Regions from separate parts of the Mus musculus genome. Here region 1 is linked to region 2. The links are chromatin contacts, called in public ChIA-PET maps. All regions are on one chromosome and are shown on one strand. Each heading gives the region's core, a stretch centred on a gene start, on an enhancer-like site or on the middle of the called end of the contact. The rest is flanking DNA. Distances are from core to core; before and after follow the strand shown.

Region 1 (3,968 bases), core at 447-2,946, 47 kb before region 2:
AGGCTGATTAACTGAGCTACAATGATTGTGCAGCATTTCAAATGCTGCAAACCCAGAGCCAAATTTTCTTAGGCCATCTCTAGCCTTCTTAATTGCTACTTATTGTCCTCCTCTGCACTTAACATGTTTCTGTGACCACAGGGTAAATCATTTGGAATGTACATACAGTGCTACCACTCAGCAAACTAAACAGCTAAGGATAATGTCAGTATCTTAGGTCTCTAATAAAGGTTCCCTGTAATACTCTTTCCCACCTACCTAATGGTCACACCAAATATATTTGGAAAGTATCTTGATTTATGACTTTCTTTGTCCTGTTAGTATAAAAGCTTCATGAAATGGCTTCAATTGAAACATAGCACTTGGGGTGGCCTAATTCTGTGTTCCCAGGCCAATGACTGATATTTGCCTCCAGCATAAATTGTCTCTTAATACTGTTAAAGTTAGTTTTCTTGTTTTTGCTTCTCTCTCTCTCCTTTCTTTTTATCATAGCATTCCCTAGGGTGCCATTCCAGCAGACAATCCTCAAATGGTCACATTTTACTTTTAGTTCACAGATCATCAATATTTAAGACAATGAACATGTGCCTCTTAAAACATCTTACTGACCACCTTTCATCCTCTGCTGATGGAAGCATAAAATGGACCACTCTAGGAAGGATGACTTCCAGTGTTTAAAATGTTTACAAACACATCTAGACATTCCGATGGTTTACAGCACACCCTATTATGTTTGGCTGGGCAATACCTTTAGCTTCCTACTGTTGGTGCAGCAGAAGATGCAGCAGTTAATGGCTGCTTCATCAAAAGTAGTTTTATGGTCTTTCAAGATGCTGGAATTACCTTTACCTTGCCTGATACTGTTGCATACAAAACTCCAAAGTGAAATGTCCCTTTAGATTATAAAGTATAAACATATAAACTTTATATGCCCCAGTACAGGGGAACGCCAGGGCCAAAAAGGGGGAGTGGGTGGGTATGGGGGACTTTTGGGATAGCATTGGAAATGTAAACGAGTAAATACCTAATTAAAAAAAAAAAGAGAGAAAAAAAAAGTTTCTTTATAGTGCCTCCTTCATTTTCCTAAGAAAACACACGTAGCCCCAGCCACCACCTCGGACCTTACAACTAATGTTGGACCAGTCTGCCTTTTTCAGCAAGAGCTATAAGGTTGTATTACTTTATGGCTTTCTTCTACCAAGGGAAAAAAATTTCTTTAAACACAATAAAAGCGAGATGGGAGAAGGAAATTCGTAAGTTCTCATTCAGATTTCCAGAACTCAGGGTCTCGCATACACGGAGGTCGCTAAGAATAAATAGAGTCAGGGCTCAGCAGAGGAAATGCAGGTATCCCACCCAGGGCTCCTACTGGAGTAGGCCCTGTTAGGCATTCCATCAGATAGGGAGCGTCTGACCTATGGGGACATCCTTGAGGAGTTAGGGCAGTGGCTAGAAGACCTCTTTCCCCCTAGTCCGTCAGAACCTTGAGCCCTGTGGCTCACTCAAGAAGCCTCGATGTTTTACCGTGCAAGGCGTCTCGGACTGCGGAAGAACCAGGTAGAACCCGGACGCGCCGCACTGCCTTTGAATCGCAGCACTGGGCGGAGCTCCCCACCCTCTTGTATTGTGATTGGTTGGTCTTCGTAGACTCTTCCTTTGGATTGGGCCCTGGCGGTGCCGATCGCAGAACGTCACCGGTTTCTCAGACTGTTGCAGGAAGGAGTGGTGTGGACACGTCTCACCGGGCGGACGCGGCCTGGCGGTTCTGATTTGGATTCCGGCGCCTGGGCCACGACGCCTTGAGGAGCTTTATCAGGCTGTCTGGGAAGATCTGGGGAGCCCAGGGCATCCCGAAGTCACCCCGCCCCGCGCCATGTCCTATACGTTCACGAGGTGAAGGGCTGAGGGGGGCTGGGCGTGAGGCCAATTGCTCTGCGCTCTATTCTAGTGAAGGTGCGCGCCCGGGCGCTTTATAGGTGCAGTTTGCATCCCTTCTGCGGGTCGCTTGCCGGTGTTGCTCCTGGAGGCACCAATGCATTGTCGCGGCTGACCAGAGTGGCTGCGACCTCGGAGAATCTGCGTCAAGGGCTTGGCGGGGGGGGGGGGGGGGGGTGGCGGGGGGGGTGGAAGCGGGGGGTGATTTATTCACCAATGTTATCCCACTGTTCGCTAGGCATTGTTATGGTAACAGCTTCCAACTTGTATTTCCCGGCACTATGCAAAAGCGCACTAAAGCATATTTGCAGAGGAGCTGAGAGGGAAACTCGCGACTTGATAGCCCCGTGTGTTTTTAGGAGAACTACATCTTCTAGGAGGCTTCCAGCAAACACCTCTTTTCATCATCTACTGTGGTTTTCATGCCCATTTTTGCAACAATTATCCCTATCCTTTAAAATAATGGGGCTTCAAGGTCAGTTCTCTATAGTGTCACAATTTAGATGCTCGATTTAAAATGTGTTCTGTTCCAAAGGAGTTAAAGCAGAGGATGCTGTGGATGCATTTATGTTAAAATTTAAAGTTATTTTCATAGCGGGCAGTGGTAGCCAAGTACCTGGGAGGGAGAGGCAGGTGGATCTCTGAGTTTGAGGCCAGCCTGGTCTACTGAGCGAGTAGGACAGCCAAGGCTACACAGAGAAACCCAGTTTCAGAAAAGGAAAGAGAAGAGGGGAAGGGGTTAGGGGACCAGGACAGCCAGGGCTATACAGAGAAACTCTGTCTCGAAAAACCAAAAAAAGAAAAACAAGTCCTGTTTTGTTTTTGGTTTTTTGTTTTGTTTTAAAACAGGGGTCCTGTTTGGAAGTATTCGCAGTCTGTCCAGTATGGATCACACGAAAATATTCCAAGACTTTCATACTCAACTTTCTTGCCACATTTTGAATTCCAAGACATTATTCCTCCAGATGACTTCCTAACGAGTGATGAAGAGCAAGATTTGGTTTTATTTGGAACTATGAGAGGACAAGTTGTTGGACTACGCTATTACACAGGAGTTGTAAGTAAAAGATTAGATAATAAAATTATGGTATGTTTATGGTTTTAACAGTAAGTTATAGTAAAAGGTGATGTATACAATGAATGTTTTACTTTGAATGAAAGGCTAGTCATAAATACCTTGACTAACTGATTAACTTCTTACTTTTCTCCTATGCTTATAGTTTATAAAGCACTTTTGCCCACACATTTGGTCCTTGTGATTACTGAGGAACGTGGTAAATTTAAGAAATGACTTCAAATCCATCATGTTTTGCATTAGGTTATTCATTTTTGTAGTAAAAACAGTCCTTGTTCTTTCTTATGTATTCCTGTTCTCTGAAATGAATGTATGTGAAAATGTGTGTGAGAGAAAGAAAATGGACAGATTGAGAATATATATATATATATATATAATTTTCTTTGAACAATAATCTTTATTAAGGGCATCTTTGTTATTTAGTAATATAATTCTAATGATATTTAATTTATTATGAGAAAGTTTCTAACAAAATGAGAATAAGATTCAATGGTTAGCAAGTATTTTCTATTTTTGCTTGCTTTCTCTTCTCTTCTTTTCTTTTCTTTTCTTTTCTTTTCTTTTCTTTTCTTTTCTTTTCTTTTCTTTTCTTTTCTTTTTGTCCTGTAAAAACAAATACCAGTTGTATCACTTTACATTAGTATAGTTCAGTCTGTATTTCTTTAAACTGCAGTTTGGGAGCTGAAGAGACGACTCAGCAGGTAAGAGCCCTTGCTGTTCCTGCAGAGGATTAGAGTACTATTCTCAGTACTCTTGGCTGGCACAACAGCAACTGCAGCTGCAGGTGTCCCAATGCCCTCTTCTGGCATACATGACTACTGTCCCCCCCCATACACACATATGCATGATTAAAAATAAAATACATCTTTAAAAAAACTCTCAGTTTTTACATTTCATTTTTATTAATGGAATCAATATATATATATATATATATATGTGTGTGTGTGTGTGTGTGTGT
Region 2 (3,639 bases), core at 100-2,599:
CTAACGTGGGATCAAAAGCTCTGCATTAGACCTGTCATGTGAACATACGGGATTGACTTTACCCGCTGGAGAGGCAGGTATGGAGTTCAGTGCTCCCAGTTTGACTCTTAAGTTTCTGTTATTTGTGAGTGATGAGCCTGAGTAAAGTCACCTAAGAGAGTGATTAAGTTAAAAGTAGGTCTATCCGAAAAGGTACTAGCGTGGCTGGTAAAACAGTGGGAAGCCTCTTGCCAGCATGCCATGTGGTGGGTCCCACAAGCAGTTTCCTAAACCAACAAGCTGAATGCCAGTCAGATGTAGCCATGCCCGGGAGGGAATGCAGAGTGCTGAGGAAGCTGTCTGTTTGAATTGTGTTCTCAGGGATGTTATTGTTAAAGTAACCTCTTTCATAGGTAGTAGACTTATTAATACTTTATAAGCATTGATTGAGTATAATTGATCTAAGTATTTAAATGTGCACATTAATGGTGTCTTATTAAGTAAGTACAATGAACACTTTTTTTTTTTTTTAATTATTTTTTGGATTAGGAGGCTAAGGCACAGGAGACAGAGTTGTTATTTGAATTTTAGCAGGTTGGTTTCAGAACGTGGAAGTTTATCGTGTGTATTATGTTGCCTACTTTTTTACTTTCTTCACTATCCAAAACACTGCCACTGTCACTACTAGTATATATAAGGTTTATAAAGTAATCCAGGTCGTGTTGTAATTGCTTTGTACACACTAACTTCATGAGTAGTCCTCCCAGATGTGGTGTGTAACTGTTATAGCTGAGGACACAGGCAGGATTAGGCTGCTGGCCAAGTCTGCATAGCTAAATTGACAGAATGTACCAGTCTGACTTTAAAATTTCTGCTTTTCACCAGGAGACTTGATTGCATCATCAACTTGACGTTTCAGATTGGATATGTAATTTTTGGATTAATTATTCTTCTCTTCCACACTGAGTATTTCTTTGAAAAAAAAATAATAGTCAGTTTTGCCTTTCTATAGCCAATTCTTGTCTTCAGACTTAAAGAGAAAGCTTTTATTTTGGCTTTCTGCTCCAGAGGTGTCAACCCATGGTAGTGGAAACTACAGAGTGGAACGGAGCAATATCATGATAAACAAGAGGCGGACAAGAGAGCACCGGAAACAAGTGCTCAAGTCAGGGCAAGATCCGTCTATTCCCCAAAGGCTTAGAGTTTCTAGAACCTCAGGCGTCAGTCAGTGCTGTAGCTGGAGACCTGGAGTTCAGCGCATGAAGCATTGGAGAGTGTTTCATAAGTAAAAAATAGCAAGGAGCCTGATGTGCACATCCACGCCCCCACGGAAGTACAGCAGTTTGATCAGGGCCTTCCTGTTGACTTTCTGGAAGATATAGATAGCACCATTTAAATCTTTCAATTCTATGTATCTGCATCCTCCCCCTCCCCCTGACACCCACACCCTTTAAAAAGAAAATGTACTGTTTTTGTCCTATTTTTCTTGTCTTTTGTTGTTGTTGTTCTATTTTCTTTCTGTGTTTTTAAATGTCTTCCCACTGCTCTTTATTGGTATTGATTTATTTATCATCCTTTATAACTATTTTTTGTTTTCTTAGTCCTATGTCCTTTCATATGGTTTTGTCAGTGGTTTTAGTGTGTGGTGGTCTGAATGAAAATGGTCCTCATAGGCTCATAGGAAGTGGCACTGTGGGGAGGTTTGGCCTTATTGGAATTGGTGTGACATTGTTGGAGGAAGTGTGTCAGGGGGGTTGGGCTTTGAGGTTTCAGAGGTGTGTCCAGTGTGGCACTCTCTTACTGTTTTCCGGTCCGGATGTAGAACTCTGAGCTACCTGGAGGTGCTCACAGTCATAAATTTTATGCTTTCTGTGGTAACTTTCTGGTGAGTTTAATTTCACTGCCTTCTTTGCTCTTTGCTGGTTATTCAATGTTTGACTATTTTGAGTTCTTTTTGGACGAGCTGTTTGTCCAGAGTCATGTATAGGTCCAGGCCATCAAGAAATACTTAATTTTCTTATTATTCATGGGAGTCAGTATAATGTAAATTCTTCTAGGTTTTATTGGTTTTTATATAACAGAGATCAGAAACATAATTACTTACAAAATTGATTATTATACAATAACACTCCCCCTACTGTGTGTGTGTTTTGTGAATATGTGTGTATGTGTGTGTGTGTGTATAAATTGGATTGAAAATTGAAGTCATCATGCATACACCCTATTTCTGTTTTTACAGAAGAGATATGAATTTTCCTTTCAGTATGTATGTACCACTTACTTTGAAGGGCCAGCTGAGGTCTGTAGGTCATGCATATTGACATTTTCCTAGGTGACTTTTTTTCTTGGTTTCATTAAAGATGAGCTTGCTTTTGTTTTTGTTCTTGTTTAGAGATGTTCATAATGTCTGACATTTTATCCCTAGGTATTTTACTGAAGGGACTGTCCTTGCACACTATGCAGATGTCTTGGGTCTTCTGCTTAGATTGCGGCAGATTTGTTGCCATACCCATCTTCTTACAAACGGAATGTCTTCAAGTGGCCCCTCCAGTAAGGAAATGGGATTAGTTCATACCATTGTGTTTGCTAAATATTTCAGTTAGAAGACAGGTTTTTATGCAACTTGAATTTGATCTATTACTTTGATATACCTTTGCTGTAAGATTTTTTTAAAATTATATTTTTATTCTGTGTGTTTGTATATGAATATCATGGGTGCATGGATACATGTGTGGGAGATCAGAGCATAACTTGCAAGAGTCAGTTCTTTCTGTACCATGTTAATTCATGTTGTCAAGTGTGGTGGCAGATGTCCTTAGCTGAGCCATCTTGCTGGCTCCAAGAATTTTTTATGAATGAAATGGAAGTATGATACCAATGTAGAAGAATATTCAAACTGGTTTTTTCTTGTATGCTGCTAGTGTGGCAGATGTTATTTTATGAGGTGCTTAAGTGAGATGGCTATTGTACCTTCATAGGTTTCCTTAGAATTCCAAATTTATGGCATGATTTCTGCAAATACCAGAATAAAGATGAAAGACAATTAAGCAAAATTTTCTTATATAAGATAAATTGTTCTAGTCACATTACCAAGTTTGTTCTGAAACTAATTCTGAAGTGTCTTTTTTTCCTAGGAAGTGACACGCCTGAAGAGCTGAGAAAGATGTTAATAGAGAAGATGAAGATAATTCTGAGCTCTGGTTCAGATGAGGAATGTGCAATCTGCCTGGATTCCTTAACATTTCCTGTGATAACCCACTGTGCACACGTGTTCTGTAAACCTTGTATCTGTCAGGTCATTCACAGTGAGCAGGTGAGTTTGTTGTTCAGTATGGACTCAGTGTTTGACGGAGTGATTTACCTTTCTTTGGTATAATAAAAACCCAGCCACGTTCCAGAGATGATAAGGTGTTCCTTACTTGAATTTAATAATGCACCTTTTATGGTTAATAATCTCATCATTGTAGTAAGTGGTGTATTTATTATAAATTAAATGGCACGACTTTTGGGGGACATTATTATTTAGTCAGTAATTCTAGTTCTAAATTTCAGATCCTTGTGTTCAAGTAAATATATTAATAGAGAGACAATGAATTTAAATTTTATTAATTTTATTTTTTTAATTTTTAAAAAGTAAAAACGCAACATGTTTAATTTAGT

Evidence for each region. ChIA-PET counts read pairs in DNA pulled down with a chosen protein or histone mark.
Region 1: a contact with region 2 is called in an RNA polymerase II ChIA-PET map of memory CD8 T cells, with 126 read pairs. The contact joins the promoter of Hltf here to the enhancer-like site in region 2. A contact is called at or near these places in 3 of 39 promoter capture datasets (the C10 cell line, embryonic stem cells and neutrophils), 16 of 484 Hi-C or Micro-C datasets (the AML12 cell line, the C10 cell line, CD4 T cells and 7 more), 4 of 115 datasets of contacts at active chromatin or transcription factors (effector CD8 T cells, embryonic stem cells, epiblast stem cells and 1 more) and 3 of 9 other capture datasets (adipose tissue, liver and pancreatic islet).

The regions. Positions count from the first base shown.
Region 1 is chr3:20,056,115-20,060,082 of GRCm38.p6, forward strand. It overlaps Hltf (helicase-like transcription factor), which reads left to right and starts at 1,697. Exons shown (of 25, transcript NM_009210.3): 1 at 1,697-1,893; 2 at 2,785-2,992. The coding sequence starts at 1,874.
Region 2 is chr3:20,103,237-20,106,875 of GRCm38.p6, forward strand. Hltf (helicase-like transcription factor) reads left to right here. Exons shown (of 25, transcript NM_009210.3): 19 at 2,405-2,529; 20 at 3,114-3,292. Among named protein-coding and RNA genes, the nearest start is that of Hltf, 47 kb to the left of the region's middle. Within about 2 kb of position 1,350, at least 55 of the 459 cell types and tissues checked have an H3K27ac peak or open chromatin away from gene starts, as enhancers often do. A contact at or near this core is called in the G1E-ER4 cell line, adipose tissue, effector CD8 T cells and 3 more, where this site is marked.